Linked DNA regions of Mus musculus: all the other regions are linked to region 2. Evidence: chromatin contacts called from public HiChIP or PLAC-seq and capture Hi-C data. All regions are on one chromosome and are shown on one strand. Each heading gives the region's core, a stretch centred on a gene start, on an enhancer-like site or on the middle of the called end of the contact. The rest is flanking DNA. Distances are from core to core; before and after follow the strand shown. Region 1 has its middle 40 kb from the start of Gm34294. Region 2 has its middle 14 kb from the start of Gm16796. Region 3 has its middle 12 kb from the start of Gm46779.

Region 1 (4,534 bases), core at 212-2,711, 940 kb before region 2:
TACATACACATACATGCATATATGTGTGTGTGAATGTGTGTATCTGCATGTGTGTGTGCATGTATGCAGAAGTCAGATTGATCTCAGGTGAATGTATATATACATATACATACACATACATGCATATATGTGTGTGTGAATGTGTGTATCTGCATGTGTGTGTGCATGTATGCAGAAGTCAGATTGATCTCAGGTGAATGTATATATACATATACATACACATACATGCATATATGTGTGTGTGAATGTGTGTATCTGCATGTGTGTGTGCATGTATGCAGAAGTCAGATTGATCTCAGGTGAATGTATATATACATATACATACACATACATGCATATATGTGTGTGTGAATGTGTGTATCTGCATGTGTGTGTGCATGTATGCAGAAGTCAGATTGATCTCAGGTATGGTTCTTCAGGGCTTGTCCACCTTAATATGGAGGCAGGATCTCATACTGACCTGGAATGACCAGTTAGGCTGTATTTGCTGGCCAGTGGGGCCCCAGAGCTCCGCCTACCTCTCCCCCTCTCAGAGCTGCAGTCACAAGCACAAGTCTTGTTTTATCCTGTGAATTCTGGGGCTTGGACTCAGGCTTTTGGGCTTGAGTGGCAAGCACTCACTGGTCCAGCCATCCTCCTGGCCCTCACGCCTTCAAACCTTTGCTTCTTCACTCTCAAGGCTAAAATGGGAGGGGAAAGGAGAGGCGGATAGGGGAGGGGAATGAAAGGAGGGGAGGGGAGGAAAAGGAAGAGAGGGGGGAGGGGAAGGGAGGGATTAACAGAGTGATTAAGGTCTACTTCTCTTGTGGAGTTGGAATTCCAGCACCCATACAGGGCAGCTCACGTCTGCCTGTATCTCCAATTCCAAGGAATCTGACCCCTTCCCCCAGGCATCGTGGGCACCCACCCCTCAGCATGCACACACATGTACAAATACACACGTACGTAAGAGAAAGAGTGGCGAGAGAAAGGGAGCGAGGAAGAAGGGAAGGTCATGAGCAGGAAGGAAGGAAGGAAGGAAGGAAGGAAGGAAGGAAGGAAGGAAGGAAGGAAAAGGAGAAAGAGGAAACAACTGAGGGGCAAAGGTTAGTAAGAATTGGGGTTAAATCTTGAGCCCCAAATTGTTAGCATGGCCTTTTTGCAGTGGGCAGAGCTCCTGATGGAGCAGACCAGGCTCTCTGAGTGCACCACGTCCTCTGAGTTCACTCTGCCCTGATCAGTCGGAGGATTCCCGCCAAGAGATTTTTCTTTTCTTTCAATCCTGTTGAATCCCATCCTCATCTTGGACTTCTCAGGAAGTCAGGTGGCAGGTTAGGGGGTGAGGATGGGGGGCAGTACTTGGCTCCTCCATGTTCTGCCAGCCCCAGCCCTGTGGCAGCAAGCTCTGTTTGAATCCATCCTTGGGTGGTTTTTACCTGACAGGTCTCAACAAAATGTCACCTGACCTCAGGGTAACCTTCATGACTCACCTTCCCCTAACATCCACCTTGGCGGTTCCAAAATTGGAAACCGTCATAACTCTGCCCTGTGTTTGTCTCTCTCTTCTCTCCCTGAAGTATGAGACCATCTTCAGTGGTCTCAACCACATGGTAAGTTCACATAGTAGGCAGTACGTAGTCCCTCGTAGGCACTTGGCCACTGTTTCCAGCCTTGCTGTTTCTCAGTGATTCCGATACAAACCACCCCAACCTTAGTGCATCAGACGTCATTACACTTTCCATTTCTCCCTTGTAAGTTCAGCTCCAAAACGCTTTAGTTACCTTTCTGCCCCAACCAGTTCCCAGCCCTGGAAACTGCAGTTCTGTCCCATCCAATCGCAGAAAAGACAAACGGTGGGTGAATACCTGAACAGCCAAGGCCAGCCATTCTCTCTGTGTGAGTCACCTCAAGGAAACTCAGAACCCGCAGAGTGGAAAACACCCCGTGACTGGGTGCAGTATTCTAATCCGATGTGGTTTAGTTTGAGCCTTAGAGTGGCTCTGACTTCTCCCCGTAGGTGACATCCCGCATTCAGTCAGGGCTCCCTGCCTTCTGTGTGAGACCTGAGCTTGGTGATGCTCCTTCCTTTTCTGCTCAGTCATTCTCAGTGCTGAGCTCTGGCTTTAAGTGAGAAGAGCCTTTACCGAGCGAGGTGCAGTTGTTGGGTGCTGTGTCCCAGATGTCATGGAGGATACCCCAGCAAGACTTTGAAAGAAGTAATTTTGGTGTTGACACTCATTTCTACCGGGGCATAGGAAGCTCAAATCTGTGGATGTTATTTTCCTGCCTTTAAGAGGTTAGAGATCACTGGGAAAGCCACGTTTGTTTCTTTAAAGCCAGAGAAAAATGGTGATGATGATGATGATGACGATGATGATGATGATGGGGTAGAGCTGACCTTGGAGGCCTTTGCTACCCTGGGATAAAAGGTCCATGAAGTTCACAGATCTCTAAAGTCAATATCCTACGCTCCTATGCTGCCTGCTGTTCTTTGACCTTCTGTGACTCAGCCACCTGGGAGGTCCCCGCCTTGCTGGGAAGATTAGATGTTGGCTTTGGGCTATTTTGAAGCTGCCTTCGCCGTGACCTGTTAGCTTTGTTCACAAGGCGGTCTGTGGTCTGTGGAGGTTGGCTGATCAATGTTTTCTGTGTCTACGACTGCACGGCTTAGACTTGCAGAGACACTTGGGTTTTTGTGCTTTTGGGTGGAGTCCCTCTATCCTGCCCGCCCACAACTCCTACTCTCTGGTATCAAGTCCAACCCATCTTCAAAGCAGAGAGTTTTAAAGTCAGGGCATATCAGAACTCGGACTGCTTACATTGCTTCAGACCACCCAGAGCCCCCAATAAAGCACAGGTTCTTCCTGCAGCGTGTGGAGTTCTACCCAGCATGCCCCGCTGTTCCTGCTCAGGAGCCACCTCACACCAATCTCTCTGAACCCTGCCCTTCCAGCTGTAGCTCCATGGGCCCATGTCTTCCTTCTGGGGGCAAGTTGGTTCCTTCCTACGCATCTGAAGCAGGCAATCGCCTCTTAGGTCTCCCTTGTCAACCCCCTGCATGGCATCAACTTTCCAACTCTGCCATAGTCTACATTTTTCTTTTCTGCCTGCTACTTTTCTATTCTCCCCCAATAACGATTTGCCCATTAAAAACAGAGGCCACTCCCAACACCTGTGTGTAGAATGTTTGGCACTTCTTCAAGCCCTACTAAATGCTTGGTGCAGAAGCAAATGCAGGAATGAGGGAGACTCCAGTTTCCTTCTCAGAGACCTGGCAGAAGTTATTGCAAAAAAAAAGGGGGGGGTGGGGGAGGGAGCAAGGGTTTCCTCCAGCTATGCCTGCACAATCCTCAGGAGACTCACTTCCTCAGAGAAGGAAGAAGGAAAGGTGAGCTGGGGTGTTGGAAGAGTGCAAAGATCTTCAGAATCAAACCCTGTTTAGCTGAACTCTTCTCAAGCCATGCCAAGGCCCTCCCTGGTGAGCATAGCTGGTTCTGCGTGGAGCAGTGGGGAACAGAACACAAGCCCATTCACTGGGTAAGGCCACGGGTACGTCCAAGCACTAGATGGCAAGTGCCACTGCGAAGACGGGAGGAGAGGGCTCCAGATATGTTTATTATCTGGGATAATACCTGGGGAGGCAATTTTGTATTTTCAGTATTGGGAATTGAACCCAGGACCTCAAACATGACAGAAAGACACTGTCACTAAAGCTACATCCCCAGCTCGCCACTTTCCCTTCTTTTTAAAATTTTGATCTAGATTTTCACTAAGTCGCCTTCTGGGGGGGGGGGGGAGCTTGAACTTAAGATCTTTCTGTCTCATGATCTCAGCGAGGGAGGGAGGAAGGTGTGTGTGTGTGCGTGCGTGCGTGCGTGTGTGTGTGTGTGTGTGTGTGTGTGTGTGTGTGTGTGTGTGTGTAAGGGGGAGAGGAAGAGAGAGTGGAGAAATTTGTGTTACATGGACCCTGAAAGATGAATATTTTGATGTTCCACTTCTTATGTACAGTTGCTTTAAGTCAGCATATATTGTCTCTATTAAATAGAAAAAGCCCCAAAGAGCTCTAGAAAAAACCCCAAAGTTCAACCTGGTAAAAGGAGACTGTTAGATGACTACCTCAAAGTGAATGGAATCAACAAGTCATAAAGTGCGCCGTGATCAAGAAAACAAACACTGGAGGTTTATGGGTGACGGGCTGAGCAGACCATTCAAATCCCTTTATGCTGTGACTTGAAGCTCAACTCAACAGCTCAGTGGCTTAAATGCTGCTCAAGGAACACTTGCTCCATCACGCCAGCACCCGGGTCCTCCTCAGAAAAAGGGAGAGGCCTGTATTCCAGTAATATGACAGCGTCTCTCCTGCTTAGGTCTTCACCCCGCCGGCAGCTTCTACATCTCCTCGGCAGAGACCCAAGCCTTCCTGTTGCCTCTGACAAAGTCATGGGGGCTGGCTTCTTGCCCTTTGCTGAAAGCTGCCTACCATCCATCCTGTGTTTCAGGCCCAGCTATAAAGGCTGAGAGAAGAGGTCTTGTGTCAGCTAAACCTAAACTAGGT
Region 2 (4,640 bases), core at 1,493-3,992:
AGCACAATTCTAGGGGAACAGGAGCACAGCCAGGGATAAGAAAGGATGCCATGGGGCAGGAGGATGACTCAGCAGGGAAAGCACTTGCTACACAGCTCTGACATGGATCTGTCTGTGGATCTTGTGGTAGAAAGATCTCCCTAAAGTTGCCCTCTGCCATCAACACACCTGCTGTATCACAACCACCCACCGCAGCAATAGTCAAAAAAAATAACTTCAAAAGGAAACGACGGCACAGTGGTTATGTGAATGCTCTTCCTGGGCAAGACAGAAACTTGGTATATTTTTAATTTTTGCGAAAGCTTGTACTGGCTAGTTTATATCAGCCTGACAGGAGCTAAACTATGTTAGAGGAGGAACCTCAATTAAGAAAATGCCTCCATAAGATCAGGCTTCACACAGGTCTGTACAGCATTTTCTTGATTAGTGAATGATGGAGAAGGGCCAGCCCATTGTGGGTGGGGCCATCCCAAGGCTGGTGGTCCTGGGTTCTATAAGAAAGCAAGCTGAGCAAGTCATGGGTAGCAAGCCAGTAAGCAGCATTCCTCCATGGCCTCTGCATCAGCTCCTGCCTCCAGGTTCCTGCCCTGTTTGAGTTCCTGTCCTGACTTCCCTCAGTGATGGACTGTTCCCTGGAAGTACGAGCTGAAATTAACCCTTTCCTCTCCAGCTTGCCTTTTGGTCATGGCATTATATCAAAGCAATAGAAATCCTGACTAAGACAGCTTTTTCTAGAGGATTAAATACTGGGAAAGGTAGGGAAGAGGACAATGGGAACCTCCAGTCGCTCCACTTCTCGAGTTAGAACTGTTGTGATTCAATCTGTTAGCCCTCTTTTTCAAATGAGGAGACTCTGACTTTTTTAGATGACTGGAGAAGCCACTTTTGAAGGCTACACTGTGGGGCAGGCGCAGACCTGGACCTGGTAAGGCTCTGTGGGACCTCACTGTGTCTTTTCTTGCTTCTCCTCCCACCCAGGATGCAGCTCCTGTCATAGCCTAGCTGAAGGAGTGTGTGAGACAACTCCAGCATGCTGTGCATTACCCACAAGTCCCGGGATGGAGTAAGGGCTCCCTCCATAAATACTGCCTGCTGTGTTTGGCCCTGTGAAAACCCAGAGGCCTGTGGGGCCACTGAAAGCCATGCAGCGAGGTGACGTCATCCTTGTGTAGCTTGCACCACAGTTAACATTGTGTGGACCAACTCCTAAGTGACTTTCGCAGTGTCAACACAAAAACCACAATTCTCACCCCCAACGTGATGAAAGAGTTGATTCTGGAGCCAATAATGAGTGGTGGCAGCCAAGGAGCACACATTTGGCTACTCCAAATTCCGTTGTCCAACATGGCAGTAGTTCAGGGAAGTGTTTATAGAAACAGAACAAAAAACAGGCATGAATCAAGACCTTGGTGGGAACATCAGAGAGATGGAACAGCCAAGCAGACAACCTCACCTGTGAGCCTTGGATGCTGCCTGTGAGCATGCATTCTTAGCCCTCAGATTGGTGGGAAATGGGGGTTTTTGCATATTCCCAAGGTTTTTACTGTTAAACACAAAATGTTAAGGCAGACGCGGACATGGGCAAGGAATGGATAGCAGGGGGCTAAGGATAGCCTCGGGGAAATTATGATCAGACTCTGAGCCTGCAACATTCCAATGTCCCCCACATCACTGACAATCAGCTTTTGCCAGCATCGCATTTTTCCAGGAATTCTCGGTTACAGTAGGAACCCTGAACACATTGCCTCCGCTAGGATATTCATGAGTCCTAAGCAAATTTACCTGCCTTAACCCTTCAGCATAAAAGAAAACACTACACCGGGCGTGGTGGCACATGCCTTTAATCCCAGCACTCGGGAGGCAGAGGCAGGTGAATTTCTGAGCTTGAGGCCAGCCTGGTCTACAAAGTGAGTTCCAAGACAGCCAGGGCTACACAGAGAAACCCTGTCTCAAAAAACAAAACAAAACAAAACAAAACAGAAAAAGAAAAAAAAAAAAAAGAAAACACCACAGAGACTGTTGCACTAACTTTTCCCCCATCTCTTGGTCTCTAATCTTCACTTCATTGAGAGAAAGACAGCAAAGAAGGTCTCTTGGTATCCCTGGTGGTCCTGGTCCCTCCTGCTGACTCATGCCAATGTGGCTGAGGCCTGGCTGTCTCTGCTAGGCTGTGTCACCACTGCTGATTCCTGTTTGCTGTCCCTACTCTACTGAACTGGACTGCTGGTGTATTCATGAAGTGTTTGCCAGTGGTCTGAGCTGCCACTACTGATTTCTGTGAACAGAACTGCTGATTTTCTGACAATGCAGATGGGAGTTGCTCCAAAGAACAGTTTGTAAACAGGTCTACTTCCCCATATCCTAATAACCTTTCTTTTACACTACCTCTGGTGGGTGGTGGGCTAGAAGGGAGGTTAAAGTATTTAAGAACCGTTATTAAAATTAGGGCTGAGAAAAATCAAAGCCAATGTAGGTAGCAAGAGGTCCCCGGTTTAGGTGGCAGATCCCCTGGGATGCACCACTAGGAGATTTATAACTTATAGCTTACCAAATTAAGATGCTAGTTTCTGTGCCCAGCGATGGTGTTACCTGTAGATTCTAAACTAAGAGTGTGTGGTGTTTGCCTTAACTTGGCAACTCAACTGAGTTCCAGAGAAAGGTATGGACGCAGGTCACCCTAGCCAGCCACAGGAATCCGGAAGTGTGGGGCGTGCTTGGCAGTGGCCAATCATGGAAACTTAGTGAGCTGGGTGGAGAGATTACAGAGCTCTGAGTCAGAGAGTAGGCCGGGCTGAGAACAGGCTGGCCTGTGCTCTGGTGACATGCTAGCGGTAGCGTGGATTGCCTTTTTAAAAAAATATATTTCACACAACAGGAATTACCTGTCTACATTCCATGTGTGTGACAACAGCCATGTACCCTATGCAAGAACAACTAGCAAGCGTAAAATGCGGCTTAGTTTTGACATTACAGCGGCTACTCAGACAAAACCAAGGCAGCTGAAAGGCAGTAACATGCCTTCCTCTATGGCCAAGAACAGAGGGCTTTCGTTGCTGCCCAGAACAAGGAATGTGAGGACAGACGATTACAATATCCAGAAATGCCAGCGCTATACAAAGAACCCGAGTTAGGCCACACCGGACTGTTGGATGATTGTGGTACTTCCCACAGCGAGTGGAGTAAACCGCGTCTTGCTTTCCTCGGTGTGACTCGGATACTTCTGGTAGCCGAGGATCTATCTCATTTAAATGAATGAGACACGCTGGATAAGTTGTGGGGGGTGCGGAGGTCAACCTTGTCAGGGAAAAGTGGGATGCAGAGCGAGGCGCTGCAGGCTCCTGCTACTCCTTGAAGAGACCTGATCCGCCACACACACAGCATTAGATCTAAGATGGCTCCCGGAACACCAGAGAGACAGCAAAAGGAACTGAGGAACAAAAGGGCGATGGCTGCTTCCCCTTCTTCACGGAAGTCCTAACAGGTGATGGTTCCCGGACTCCCCTTCCTCTGCTCCTTCTGAGTTACCTCATCAGGCAGGGCTTTCATTGGAGCATGGTGATGGTGTGGTGAGATATGATTGGCTGAGGATTTAGGGGTTTGGGCTTGGGTCAAACACTTTATATAAACGTATACACTGGTCAATAAGCTCAGATCTGTACCCGGATGCTGATCTCTGGAGTCTGATGCCCAGGATTCATCGCGTGACTCCATCGCCTCTTACCTCCCATCTTTGGTCCTGTTCCTACAATAAGTGATAGCTATGGGACTTGTAGGTGACCAAAATTTCTAGGTCACCATAGTTTATACCTTCTCTATGGACTTAGTAACTAAGTTTCTGGCTTCTATAAAAGAGGGGGTTTTGTTTTAAGCTAAAAGCATTCTTGTTTAGACCCTTGGCATTTGGAGAGATGGCTGTAACGAGGTAACCCAGCCCATCACCAGGAGGAAACAACCTCTTGGCTTTGGGCAGCTGTTGCCATGTTGGGACTCATGCAAGAATTCTGATTGGTCGGGTGGGACGTATGCAAGAATTCTGATTGGTCGGGTAAAGCTTGACATATGCGTTTCTTTCTGTCATCCTTTTCTGTTGCGTGATAAAATACAAAGAAAGCTTAAATGAAAGGAGGAGGGGTTATTCTGGTTCATGGTTCCAGGGCACAATCAGCTCCGATAGAGACATCATAGCAGCAGGAGCTGCTCACAGGGAGCTGGTCACAGGCATCCATAGCCAAGAAGCAGAGAGCAATGAGTTCACGCTACTCGGCTCCGGTACTACATTTACATAGTCTATGATCCTCGGCGAGGAATGGCGCCACGCACCGGGGACTGGTGTTCTGCCTCAATTCACTCAATCAAAATAATCCGGAACAGGCATGCGCAGCCACCCATCTCCCACGCGACTCCGGAATATGTAATTGTCACGAAGCATCACACTATGCATGTGTGAGCTCTCAGCTTTCAATCGTTATGAAATCATTCAACCTTAAGGCATGAAGAGGTGGGAAGCAAGGAAGAGACGACAAACAGTTGCCGGTTCTAGAGCACAGACCAGCAACACCTTGCAATTCCAAAGGAGACCGCAGCAGCCGTGGGAGTCCACGTGCACCGACAAAAATCCTTCCAATTAATTGCAAACTAAA
Region 3 (4,769 bases), core at 2,260-4,759, 700 kb after region 2:
CCTCCTCCTCCTCCTCCTCCTCCTCCTCCCCTCCTATCCTCTTCTCTCTCTCTCTCTCTCTCTCTCTCTCTCTCTCTCTCTCTCTCTCTCTCTCTCTCCCTCTCTCTCTCTGCTACCTAAGAGTATTGCTTCTTAAGTGAAGATTTCCATGGATCGCTTATAACAGAATATATAACAATAGACAGACACCATAAATCCTCTCTGTGTCTAAAAACCCAGAATAGAAGAGAATGTGTCTGCTAATGGCATTTTAGGGACCAGCTACTGATTTTGTAAACATTTCTTGGCATGCTCTGTGCTCAGGTTTGCCACATGGTTACCTGACACCATCGACGGCATGAATGAAAAGCACAAGGGTTTGATGCTCTTTAACACTAGCTGCACCACTTTCTGTGTTGCTCTGCATGTGTCTCTTCAGCCCTTTTCTTTGTTGTGACTGTTGTGAATCTCATTACCTGATGCTCTTCCAATCAACTCTCCACACCATCTGTCTGCTGTGCCCACGCAGAGGGAGTGCTGGACTAGGAGACAGATCACATTTAGTTCTTGATCTTAATCACTTTGGTTCTGTGTGTGAACTCAGCTTCCAGAAGAAAATACTTTAAGCAGAAAAAAAAATTAAGAAATCAATCAGACAATCCTTTACCCAACTGTGTCAGGACAGACAGTGAATGTGGTTTTTATACTCCTGAAAAACTAAAGAAAATTTGCTAATTGATTTATTTTTAACCCTAAAGCTTATACATCAGCAGATTTTCCAAAACAAAATGGCAGAGCTTAAGCTTACATTGTTTCATAGACAATTAATTTGGTCCATACAAGATTTTTTATGACAATTAAAGGCTATCAATTTCAATGGAGGGGGGGGAGAGTTCATAGATCGTACATATACAGTATGGATTTCTGGGAAGACACTATAAAAAAAACAAAATGGCCACCTTTGTCTCATATTTTGACCCAGAAATAATTTCCCGGCTCTGAGAATCAGTGCAGGCAGCCAGGCTGTTCATTCAGTCTACCACGTCTGTTCAGAGCCTGTATGCATTTCAGCTTGAGGGCTGAAGAAATGCACTACAGTTATGCACTGGTCAGCTTCACAAAGTTAATGAACTTGAGGGCTCAGACATGTCAGGGCTGGGGCAAGCAGATGGGGGTGGGAGGGAAGGAGCCTCGTGATTCTGCAATCCTGACAGTAAATGATGGAAGTCTAGGTCTGAGACAGACTGATGTTTTAGGTGCAGGTAGATCGCATGGTGTGTGTTGAACTTGATGATGATTGAAGACTGTAGATTGGGGGTCAATTCTGACATGAACAAATGGTGATTATTTTACATGTCTGCCAGTGACAGACTGACTACAGAACATAGCCCCAAGTGAGAGGTCCAACAACATGCAGCAAAGGCACTGCTCTGGGAAATCAGTAGCCACCAAAATCGTATTGATTCTGGGACTTACAATGGCCTGAGTGTCTGCTGGTGAAAGTCAGCAGGCTCAAGACCCTGGGATGTCCTATAGCTAATTAATACCACAAAGGCATGGGGGTAAACCCTGTGGAACCATCTGCAGCCCCACAGGGATGGATTCCACTTGCTGGTGCAGAAGGCCCCTCTCTCTTTGGATTCCTGGTACTCCTAGTGGGAGGCAGGCTACAGCATAAATATTGGCAATCGCGAAGGCTCTGCCAATCACAACCAGTTCCATAAACACCTCAGTCAGGCACACAAAGCTTCTCACATATCCTACCTGGTGACCACTGTGGGCTGAAGGTGTCAAGAAGTAGACAATGTTACTTAGCTCCCAAGTCCCAAGATTAAATTTTCAATACCATTGGCCACAGGTGCTCTGTCTATTGTCTTCAGTTTGTCACCATCAGCCAGAATGTCTGTCTCCTTTCTACTGGACAAAAACAGAAGTGCTGAGTGAAATATTTGGGGCCATCTACTATTTGAGTCCTTTGTGTAATATATGTCCTTTGGTTGTATATGGGGTGGGGGTGGGGTCACTGTCTATGCAGGTGCACATGTGTGAATGTGCATGCCATGGCCAGATATCAACCCTGAATTGATATTCCCAGTGTGACATCTGTCTTGAGTTTTAAAACAAGCTATCTCACTTTACTAGAATTCACCAATTTAGTTAGGCAGGCTGGCCAGGGAACCCGTGTCTCTCTCTGCCTTTGGAATCCTGGGATTGCAAACATGCATGACCCTGCCTTTTTATTTTTATTATTCTAGGGGAATGAGGGATAGAATTTGGGTCTTCATTCTTGCATAACAGTTGAGTGCGTTACAAACTGAGTCCCTCTGGAGCCCTTGGGGCTTGGTTCTTAACCCACTCCCTCTTGATCTCCTTCTCTGGATCATGAGGAAAGTAGCTGTTGAGAGATTGAGAAGGGCCAGGCATGTAAGATAGTCAGAGCAGAGTCCAGCCCACACTGAGTACTCTCAACAGACTTGGACACCGTTCTTTTGCCTAGCTGTGTCACCACATGCAGAATAATTAAAGGGCAAGCAAAACCCAGAGATTGGCATAGGAACCCGGGGAGTGGCACGGGGCTTTCAGTGGAAGTTGGCTGAGGAAGGACTGTATTTGTGGGAGACGGTTATATTCTAGTCGTATTGGTGAGAGAAGTGTAAGGAGAGTGGCAGGTGTGTTACTCCAGAAATGCGAGGGGAAGCATTCGTCTCTGGGATTCAGCCAGCCAGAGGTAGCGATGTTCTTGACAAGTGTGAATGGTTTGCTCAGCACCTGGAAAGCACGGAGTGTGAACTCACTCCACGGTGAGGTGAAGTGCCTAGGGGTGAGCACAGGTGTGAATGGAACAAGAGACCCATTAATTCCCGCCTAATTCATGGTGGCAGGAGCAACGTCAGGCTAATTGCCTTTCCGGAGGAGTCACCATCCGGCCACCTTCTCTCTGCTTGTCCACATTTATAGCATCAAGCCGCTTCCTGTGACCCCCTCCCCCCCCCCCCCGCAAAGGTTCCTGGTGGCAAGCAGCACTCTAAATCACATGTGATACTTCTATCAGCCTGATAATCATTTCCAGCATAGTGCACTATTACATCGGCCGGCCAGGATGCTGTGAATCACAGTTATTCACTGAAACACCAAATTTTGGGGACTGTCCATCAAAGGGGGCTTCATTAACAAACACTGAAAACAGAGGACTCCTTTCCTTCTAGGCTCTCCTCAGCAGTCAGGGGCTGGAACCAGCACCATTCATCCTTTGGCAGTTTGCACAGTTTACACTCCAGCAATGGCTTGTTTTTGTTTTGTCTGTGATTCTTGGGCTGTTGATTGTGGGGAAGGGGAGAGGACTGAAGAGCTTAGAGATGTTCTTTTCCTGCCTTTATTTGGGAGATTCGACATCCTCCCGCCCCACCTTTGACAGTACGCAGTTGCACATAGAGTCAAGTTTTCCAGATGTCAAGGTCGCTTTAGGCTCCATCAATAGACAAACCAATTAGCAATTGAATGACTTGTTTTCTTCATTGGGAGTCCAGGAAGTCAGGTGGCAGGCACATGGGAAGCCCCAAAGTCCTAGGGACGTATACCTGCCCTGCCCTCTCTCTGATATGGTAATAGCATTCTGTTCATTTTGAGAAAGAAATAGCTCTCAGCACTCTTCAGAAAACATCACTGAGAACATGCTAAGACCCTGACAACATTTCTTAGGCTCATTGTTAGAGCAAGAGTCAGGCTTGAGGAAGAGTAACAAGATTCCACATGTTTAAGTGACACCACCCAGGCCAATGATATGTAGCTTTTGAAACTGACTTGGAACAAATATAGCTGTCCAGCTGTGAGGGGGGAATGCTAGACGCATTAAAGTGCTAAGGTAATGGGAGTTCACCCATCAAGAGTCAATGGAGAAATTGGCAGAGACAACAAACCACAACAGATCAGTGGCTTACATCATGAGCAATTCACTTTCTTCACTTGCTGAGTTTGAGGACTGACTGAGCTCAAACTCTTGCACATAACTCCTTCCAGACGTTGGCTGAGACTGAGGTCACCTCAAGAGGTTTACCTGAGGATACTTGGTACCAGGGCTGGGAAGGACTCAACCTCTGGACAGGAACATCTGGGGCACTCAGGCATCATCTTCTCCTCTACAGGGCCTTCCTGGGTGAGCTGTAGGGGCTGGCAGTTGCTCCTGACATTGGAGTGCTCTGGGCATCCAATCAAGTCCTAGAAAGCAACTAGCAGAAGCTTCCGAGCCATTTCTAAATCTCAGAGACCAGGGGCTTCACCTCTGCCACTTCTTATTCATTGCAGCAGCCAGAAAGACCCACAGGGTCAAAGGTCAGGAAGACCCACAGGGTCAAAGGTCAGGGCAAAGACAGTTTCTGTTGGGAGAACCATCAATAATTTTTTTTAGATAAGGTCTTCACATAAATTATCAACTCAAGAAATTTCAAAACAACAACAACAACAACAGAAAGAAAAACCATGCAGTATCCCAGGCACCCTTTACTCTCTTACCCCGAATGTGGTGTCTTATATAACTGCAGAATAATGTTAAAACCAGGAAATTGGTGGGTCTGATAATTGTTAACTATATAAAAAACCTCTTCAGTTTGTACCTCATCTTTCTAGCCTACATTCATATGGAATGTCTTATGCCATGTGTATATTCATGCAGTCACCATCATACTCATTATATACAACTATAACATGGATTTGTAACTGTATCCCCCATGCTCCTTCTTGGTATGCACACCAACATTCCTGTGACTCTCTATGTCTGCGTTCCATAGCTGTGT

Evidence for each region. HiChIP or PLAC-seq counts read pairs in DNA pulled down with a chosen protein or histone mark. Capture Hi-C pulls out chosen DNA fragments and counts their contacts.
Region 1: an HNF4G HiChIP or PLAC-seq map of pancreatic cancer cells shows a contact between it and region 2. The contact joins two enhancer-like sites. A contact is called at or near these places in 2 of 115 datasets of contacts at active chromatin or transcription factors (large pre-B cells and pancreatic cancer cells).
Region 3: a contact with region 2 is called in a capture Hi-C map of embryonic stem cells, with 2.6 times the contacts expected there. The contact joins two enhancer-like sites. A contact is called at or near these places in 1 of 115 datasets of contacts at active chromatin or transcription factors (embryonic stem cells) and 1 of 9 other capture datasets (embryonic stem cells).

What each region holds. Positions count from the first base shown.
Region 1 is chr2:169,588,045-169,592,578 of GRCm38.p6, forward strand. No RefSeq gene overlaps it. Among named protein-coding and RNA genes, the nearest start is that of Gm34294, 40 kb to the right of the region's middle. Within about 2 kb of position 1,462, at least 28 of the 459 cell types and tissues checked have an H3K27ac peak or open chromatin away from gene starts, as enhancers often do. A contact at or near this core is called in pancreatic cancer cells, where this site is marked.
Region 2 is chr2:170,523,964-170,528,603 of GRCm38.p6, forward strand. No RefSeq gene overlaps it. Among named protein-coding and RNA genes, the nearest start is that of Gm16796, 14 kb to the left of the region's middle. Within about 2 kb of position 2,743, at least 70 of the 459 cell types and tissues checked have an H3K27ac peak or open chromatin away from gene starts, as enhancers often do. A contact at or near this core is called in embryonic stem cells and pancreatic cancer cells, where this site is marked.
Region 3 is chr2:171,227,997-171,232,765 of GRCm38.p6, forward strand. No RefSeq gene overlaps it. Among named protein-coding and RNA genes, the nearest start is that of Gm46779, 12 kb to the left of the region's middle. Within about 2 kb of position 3,510, at least 5 of the 459 cell types and tissues checked have an H3K27ac peak or open chromatin away from gene starts, as enhancers often do. A contact at or near this core is called in embryonic stem cells, where this site is marked.